Linked DNA regions of Sus scrofa: region 2 is linked to region 1. Evidence: chromatin contacts called from public HiChIP or PLAC-seq data. All regions are on one chromosome and are shown on one strand. Each heading gives the region's core, a stretch centred on a gene start, on an enhancer-like site or on the middle of the called end of the contact. The rest is flanking DNA. Distances are from core to core; before and after follow the strand shown.

Region 1 (4,377 bases), core at 752-3,251:
CCCTGTTCCTACGACCTCAGTGAGAAGGGAATGAAGCTTTCCAAATCAAGGTTTGAATGCCTATAAATCTACCAAGACAGACAACTAATTTCTATCTCTGATTTTTTAAGATAACACCCCCCCCAGAAAATAAAAAGATGGGAACACCTCCAACCTCCAACCATCCAATGAGGCTTGGGCTTTACATCTGCTACTGTTGATATACTAAGCCACTTCAAGAGCCAAAACTGATTGATTACTCTGTACTTACCCGACAAGGGATGAAAAGACAGATCTGAAATAAATGAGCATCAAGAGGACAGACTCAGAGACTAACGCAGCTGCTGACTTGCTTCATCCCTCAATTCCAAAACGATTAGCAAGGCTTTCTAATACAGATTCCATACTATACTCAATGACAACCCAACACAGAAACAGAGGCTGCTGAAACCAAGACCCACATTACTAAAAACGTAAAATTTTACTGAAAGACATGGTCTGAGCAACCAGAGATTAAAAATAAGCTCCAACTAGGTGAGGTTGGCAGAAGACCATACTGCTGCCTGACCATACCACTCCCCTCATCACTGAATTCTTCTAACACCAAGGGAAGGATTGCAGAAAGAACTCCAGCACCAAACAAGGGCCACATTAGAAAAGTTACAGGTGGCATGAGTCAGACTGAAGTCAATAAAGTTTCAGATGATTTCAATCGATAGCAGAGAATCTCGCAAGGAAACCAATACACTTCCTTAAACCCTCTTTGCCTTATTCCAGAAGAGTTTCCCACTCACAGAGTCTGACTTCTGTGAGTGACGAACGAGAGCTCCCCTGTGGACTTCTAGTTCTTTCTATTCCAACACACGCTTCTTGCTCTGGGTCACCAGACAGCATTACTGTGTGCCCCTTAACGGTTGTTCAACTCCCACATTCCAAATCTCCGGCCAGATTGAGGTACACTTGGGGATCCTTCCAAACATGCACACATTTTGGCAGCCCAAGGAGATGCGAGGCAAAGAGCATCAGGGAAAATGGAAACCCAACATTCTGCTTAAAGGGAGGGTCTGCCTTCTTCACCTTTCTTTCTCATCAAGTACCTAGCACTAGGGAGTTGCTTGAAGTGCCCTGAAAGGAAATAAAAAGACGAAAGGGACCTACATTTAGACACAAGCAGATTCCCAGGAAGAGGTTTTCCATCTTACTGGACTCTTGCAGTGTCAGCATTTGGGGGTCCCTCTGAGGCCACAGCTGGGTTGGGCCTGAGAACATATTCGGACCCCATCACCTTCGGGATCCCTGACTTGGCCTGGGTCAAATGTTTTTAAGTAAATTCCAGCCAAAGTGGACAACACTTGGGCCTTAGGGACGCACAAGGCCTCCTGTGCACAGAACACAGGTCGCCTAACAGAACTTCACGCTAGTGGTCATTCATAGGCCGTTCTAGGGCTGGCCCCTTAGGAACGCATCCTGGTCGCGTCTTGGACTTCTTATCCCCCCCGAGAGTGCCTGGGACTGTGGTTTTATGGCCTGAGAACCAGTTAGGCCTCGAAGGCCAGGCCTGAGATGTGTGCACTCTGCGCCGCGAGCTCCCTCCTTCCCCACTTGCGGCGGGACTGGGTTTCCCGCCCCACAGCCCGACCAAAGGTTGGTGGCAGTTGGAGGCAGTTGGGACCGGCCCTAGCAGGTTGGAACCGGTCTGGGCCGGGACGGAGGAAAGGGGGGAGGGAGAGGCCGCCTCGCGCTCTCCCTGCGCGCGTGACTCACGCTGGCCGCTGACGTCAGGCGTGCGCGCGCGGCGGGGGGGGGGGCTCTACGTACGTGTAGTGCTGCGGTTTCTCGGGCTGTGCCTGCAGCACCTGAGCGGTAGCGGCCGGGGGCGCCGAGGAAGCTGCGGAGCCGCCGGGCCCGGGGCCCTTCGACATGGTCCTGTCTTCCTGCCTCTTCGCCGCTCCCCTTTTATTATTCAGTCTGCGCGGTCCGCGCCGAGGCACTAGTGCGCCTGCGCCGCGCCACGAGAACGTGAAGACCCCCCGCACGGCAGCGAGGGTTGCTGGGAGTTGTAGTCCTGGGTCAGGCTGGAATTTTACCGTCCGCCGAGGGTTGCTGCCAAAGGAACGGACCACAATACCCAGAGAGCCTTGCAGACGGTATCCCGGATGCTGAGGGCCCGAGACGGTTTCTGGGGATTGCAGTCTCGCCCTGTCTCTCCTTAACAGCCGGTTTCCCCGTTCGTGGGGGAACCTTTGCCTGAAACTGGAGCACCTGGAGTAGAAGAGGCCCAGAGCTAGGGAGGGCTTAACGACTGCAGTGAAACAGTTCCAAGTGTAATTCCACGGCCAACAGTGTAATAATTATCTCGCCTCCATACTTAGCAAAGCTTGGGCTCGGTTCTGATGCCGCCCTGAGCAATGGGCCTTTGAGCTTCAGGCACCTGGACTCTGCCAACATCCTCGCTCGTTCAGCGGGAACAAGCTGAAAATCATAAGGGAAAGTCGGCCTGCTGGAAGTCAGCGTGAGAAAGCTCTGCTAACGAAGAGCTACACAACCCAGTACTCTGTTCCTGCGCCTTTGCTCAGGCGCTCCATACACCTTTACGAGCTCTGAAACCTGGAACTCCACGGTTTCAGTCCTTTCTCAGCTCGACACTTGGCCTGACCAATTTGTTTCCAGTACGTTAAGGGCCAAGGACGAACTTAATCTCCATCTAGCATAGTCTCAGGTGCACTGGCAAGTTGCAGGGGGCTTCGAGAAGCATCACAGTGTCCAGAGGAAGGGCCTGGGTTTGAGTCAGGAGTGCGATTTATTATAATTTACCCTAGTTTCCTGCTCTGAATGCCAGCCTTTCTACTTGGGAAAATGTCTCCTCCCCGCTTCCCTCCAGTCAGATGAAGTTCTTCATAGATACTTGAAACTTACCATCTTAACTTTGTTTTCCTTATTTAATCTATTTAAAGACATTGTTTTAAAGACTGATTTGTATCTTATTAAGTAACATTAACTCATGCTAATCTCGTAAAAGAAACACATTCCCAGTAACCTTAGGGGCAAAGCAGGAAGGGGTGAATGTAAAAGTGTTAATATGCAGGACTGACACATGCCTATTTTATTTAGTTCCAAGTAACCACATCAGAAGCCAAATTGTCAGCCTACAAAGCTGAGAAACGAGTATTTCTTAAACAGGCCAAATCAATTGTTTCACCACTAGGGGCGTTTGAAGATGAAAAATTCCAAAAGGAGAAACAAGTTGAGGTGTATTGCTTTAATCCTATTAAATGCAGATAATTGGCTTATCTGTTATTCCCCCCACCCCACCCCACCCCGAATACCCAAGTGTGATTTGAATGGAGAAAGATAGTTCAGACGGCTGGATTTTAAATGTGTGTGTACCATGAACTTCAGAATAAGAGTGTACGGGTAGAATTGGGAGATGATATCATCCAAGCTGCTTAATTTACAGGAGAGGAAACCGAAACTCAGAGAGATTAAGTAACTTGCACCGAGTTTCTAAGTCTGTGACAGAACAGGAACTAGGACCGTAGCCAGATGCTGCATCCCATTCTGCATTGTTTGTATCAACATTTTCAGTTGCTCCCCATTTCCTGTGCTGCTTAGAAAAAACATAACCTGTATGACTGCCAAGTAAGGAGGACAAACTATTTCCACTCATCATCCTTAAATGACGAATGTGAATTCATACCTAGTTTCTCCCGAAGCAGTTTTAGTTCCTCTCTAAAAATTAGCAAAACTGAAGGTGGGCAGGTAACTAGACCATCTCTCTTGCAGAAAGCAAGGGATGAACCGGGTTTGGGATCTCCAAGAAAAGCCTTGGAACTCAAAATGGGTGTTAATTTAGGAGCCCGTTCCTTCTCCAGACCGTCTGAGCAGTCGAAAAAGATGACAAGGTATTTTTCTGGTTACATCCCAGGACATTTGACAGCTTTTTATGCAGGATGGAACCAGTACCCTGTTTCTGGGCTAAATTTACACAGGTTCTGAGAACAGGTGAAGAGTGTCCATCTTGGTTTCTCTATGTGGTCTGGCCTGAATGAAATAGCTTAATTTTTCCCCACCCTAAACTTTGAGCAGAAGGCAGAAACTAACATTGAATTATCGCATAAAAGTTTAAATATATGGAGAATTAAGTAAATATTGTGCAGTGTTATCATTGAGAGAGCTGAAATGAGAGGAATTTGGAACCAGAGTTTGGGCAGAAGGTGTTTTTGCCCTGCCTGCTTTTTCTTTTCTTTTTCTTTCTTTTTTTTTTTTTTTTTTAAGGGCCACACCTGCAGCCTATGGAGGTTCCCAGGCTAGGGGTCCAATTGGAGCTGTAGCTGCCAGCCGCAGCCACAGGAGCTGAGCCACATCTGTGACTCACACCACAGCTCACAGCAAAGCTGG
Region 2 (3,967 bases), core at 598-3,097, 100 kb after region 1:
AAATGGTTCGGGTGACACCAAATAGAACAAGTTGTTTTCGAATAGAACAACTGATATCCAACCCAGCTTCCTCAACTGACACTAAACAAACAAACAAACGAAAGTGTGGTGTCTGGTGGTGGGTGGGTGACAGTGAAATTAGGCACGAAGTGGAACACAGTCGGGACAGGTCAGAGTTTCTGACAAATGAAATGGTGCTTTGAACAGCTTTCGATTTGGGAACAGATGTCCTTACCGACTGCTTGCTGTTCTCATCCTCTTCTTCTTCATAACCATCTTCGTCACCCCCGAGGCGAGAAAAATCATCCTCTCCATAGGCTTCAGATACCAACCCGCCTTTCTCCTCTTAAACAGAAGGGGAAAAAAAAAAAAAAATGAATGGGGAAAAGAACGCAAGGAAACACTTGGGTGATTTGAGTGGCCAGGATTATTTCCGAAGATCAAAAGAAAACCTAAATGACCTTAGGCCCAGATTCCGCTTTGGGGAAAGTTACTACCTTTAGAGTATGAATTCCTTACAAGAACAGGGAAGAACACCGAGTAACATTAAATTCCATTTCCAGTGCTTCCAAGCCATCCATTATGCCAACGGAAGCCTTCCCTTCTCTGAACTATTGTACCACGTCAAGCATCTCTTTCGATCTGCATATGTCTACCTTGTATCCCAGGCACCAATGAACTTGTCTTTTCTTACAAGATCAGGACTCAAATGTCCTCCCCTAGGAACAGGACCTTGAACAGGGGCCACCTCGAGAGGTTCCCCATTTATACCTACTTGAGAAACAAAATCTCTTTCTATGTTTAAAAAAAACCCCAAACATCAGCAACCCCCCCCAAACAATACAAATTACCAAGAAACCACCAGAGAGCCTCCTGACAGGCAAAGACCACACAAAACTATGAGAAGCTAAACGAGGCCAAATCCTCCCTCACTTTCCAGATGAGGAAACCAAGGTCCAGATACACTGGGTAATTTGCTGCCTCTCTATACTGCCATAAAAATCTGCTCTCACTTCCTAGTAACGTGATTCTCAACCTGAGCAGGGCAACAAAATCACTGGTGGGCTTTGACAACTCACAAAGTAATGGAATCACCAAGGAGCCTTGGAAAGCTCGCAAATGCTCAGATCCTTCCCCAGATGTACAGAATTACTCTCTTTGACAGTGGAGACCGGATGCGTGTCATTTTAAAAGCTCCGAGACACGTCTAGGGTACATTACTAATTAAAAGTTTCGCTCTCCTCCACCAAACAATAAGCCCGGACAAAATATGCAGTGGTTCAGAAGCCTTGGATCCTCTCCACCCTTGGTCCACCCTTCTCCCCGGTATGATGCCCAGTACGGAGAAGACTTTCAATAGGTTCCGACAGGATAATCGAATCAACAGAAGGAGACGGTCCATTCTTACAAAAGAGCATCTAACGCTCGGTCTAGCCCAGGACCCTGAGCACCCTCCGGGGCTCCGGCGCCCGATGCTTGGGGCACAAAGACTCCCTCTTTCCCTCCCGCCCTATTAGGGAAGCATCATTCAGGGCAGACACCCGATTTCCCCCCTTCTAGCTCCCTACTCACCAGCCGCGCTGCCTGCCGTTTCCACTCCAGCTTCGCCGTCAGACTCGGGCTCTGAATCTTCCGCATAAACTGCCAGAGACGACAGGACATTCTTCTTCCCCGCCATCTTATTCCCGCACACCCGGCGCGCCTCACTTCTATGACTCCAAAAAGCCGACTTCCGTGCAGAAAGGCGACTTCTTCCGGATCCCAGGAGACCCCGCGCCTGTTTCAGACAGAGAACCAATCAAAAAGGCCGTTTCCGCGCTTGGCTCCGCCCCTCATCCCCGCGCCGGCAGAACGTCATCACTGCGAGACGGATTCAGGATTAAGTGGGTTTTACCTGACATTGCAGTCCCAGCGGTTTGGCTTCTCAGGGTTACCTGAGGGTTATGGGGGTCTTCGAGTAGTTCCCGAGCCCGTGGGCAGCAGCGGCCCGACAAGAGCCCTTCGCCCCTGGGAGCCCACTGCCGGCTCTGATATCTTGGGGTGAAGAGAGGGAGGCTTTGGCTGGGGAAGGGAGAAAAGAGCGAATCTGAGGCTCAGAGGAGGATGAAGGAAGAGCTTTCCTCTGGGGGTTGGGAAGAAGGTGTCGGGGTCCTGGGGGGAAGAGTGGTCCTCATGGCTGTGCTTGTAGAGCAAAGGGTGGGTCATAGAAAAATAATTCCACTTCCTCCAAATCCTTCCGAAGACATTTGTGCTTCTTCTCGTGATCTAATTTCCAGCTCTGTGCTATGCTGGGGCCTGGCATAGTTCGATGTGTTATTTTCACTGAGCGTAAGAATGGAGATGTCATTTACCTAGGAATGTATTGCTGGAGGCTGTTCACCCGGAGCTATATTTCTTGAAAATAATATATCGTTCGAGTGTAACAAAGCAAATTTAGTTCCTGCCGTGGCGCAGTGGGTTAAGGATCCTGCTTTGCCTCAGCTGTAGCGTAGGTTGCAGCTGCAGCTCAGATTTGATTATTGACCAGGGATGTTCCACATGCCAGGAGTCTGGTCAAAAAAAGAAAAAAAGCAAATTTTTACTCAGAAAAAATAAGCAGTCTTTGAAAAGCAGAACAGGGGGTTCTTGTTGCAACCATAGGATCATCACCTTTGCCTTAACATTTGGCCACTGTCTATTGGTAAGATGAGCACCCACCCTTTTGACCCTGAGCGTCGCGTCCGGAGCACGTTGAAGAAGGTCTTTGGGTTTGACTCTTTTAAGACGCCTTTACAGGAGAGTGCGATCATGGCTGTAGTGAAAGGTAATATTAACCAAACTGCCTGTGTTTACACTTGTGCTGGCTGTCCCCTAACACCACCAAAGAACGCCTTCTTTTTGACCCTTCTTACCTTCCCACCCTTGGGCCATGTTTGGTTTTGGAGATCTTACAGACCTGTCACCCAAAACTTGAAGCTTTCTCTCTCTCTCTCTCTCTCTCTCTCTCTCTCTCTCTTTCTTTTTGGCTGCACGTGGAAGTTCCGGGGTCAGGGATTGCGCCTGAGCCACAGCAGTGACACCGCCAGATCCTTATCCTGCTGAGCCACCAGGGAACTCCCCCAAACTTGCAGTTTTATTGGCAGAACCACCCAGCTGTTTTGCCTCTTATATTCATAGTCAGAGCTAAGGTTATCTTTGGAAACAATTCGTAAATTTCCATTCTCATTTGTTGGTGTATAGGCAGTAACGGAGGGATAGCAGACATAGCCTAAGCCAGTCACTGGCCTCGTAGGTAATTCCATTGTTGAAGATGGCGTGGCCTGAGTCCCAAATGGGGAAGGAAGGTGTGATAATATTATAAGCCTGAAGTTTGTTGATAAATAGAGGTTGTCCAGAGGGGAGCAGCAGTACGATGTTAATTACATGATAACATTTATCAACAAAAGACCTCTAGGTGATGTTGCTTCCATGTCTACACAGATAAGCCCACTGATCCAGAAGTATTCAGCTTGCATAGCTGCTCAGTTCACTGATCCGTATTCTAGCAGATTCTGTCTTCTTTTTTTGCTTTTTAGGGCCGAGGGTGCAGCACCAGGAAGTTCCCAGGCTAGGGGTCGAATCAGAGCTGCAGCTGCTGGCCTACGCCACAGCCACAGCAACGCCAGATCCAAGGCACACCTGCAACCTGCATCACAGCTCATGGCAACACCAGATCCTCAATCCACTGAGTGAGGCCAGGGATCAAACCCTCATCCTCATGGATACTAGTTGGATTTGTTACCACTGAGCCACAACGGGAACTCCCAAACTCTGTCTTATTACTCTTGTAGTTGTGACTGCCGCTACTGGAAATGATTTGTACACATTGCCAAATCTCTCTGCTCTTTTCATGGAAAGGATGGAAGAGGATTGAGGCTACATTGAGACCCTTTCATGTGCTGGGCCCTCCGCTAGGGGTTTTTCCTCTATTCTCATGTAATTTTCAACA

Evidence for each region. HiChIP or PLAC-seq counts read pairs in DNA pulled down with a chosen protein or histone mark.
Region 2: a contact with region 1 is called in an H3K27ac HiChIP or PLAC-seq map of alveolar macrophages. The contact joins the promoter of RECQL5 here to the promoter of UNK in region 1. A contact is called at or near these places in 2 of 47 Hi-C or Micro-C datasets (epiblast stem cells and liver) and 1 of 2 datasets of contacts at active chromatin or transcription factors (alveolar macrophages).

What each region holds. Positions count from the first base shown.
Region 1 is chr12:5,626,248-5,630,624 of Sscrofa11.1, forward strand. UNK (RING finger protein unkempt homolog) reads right to left here and starts at 2,002. Exons shown (of 15, transcript XM_021066619.1): 1 at 1,798-2,002. The coding sequence starts at 1,901.
Region 2 is chr12:5,730,489-5,734,455 of Sscrofa11.1, forward strand. It overlaps RECQL5 (ATP-dependent DNA helicase Q5), which reads left to right and starts at 1,848. Exons shown (of 20, transcript XM_021066624.1): 1 at 1,848-2,030; 2 at 2,672-2,803. The coding sequence starts at 2,686. It overlaps SAP30BP (SAP30-binding protein), which reads right to left and starts at 1,758. Exons shown (of 11, transcript XM_003357968.4): 1 at 1,573-1,758; 2 at 236-345. The coding sequence starts at 1,678.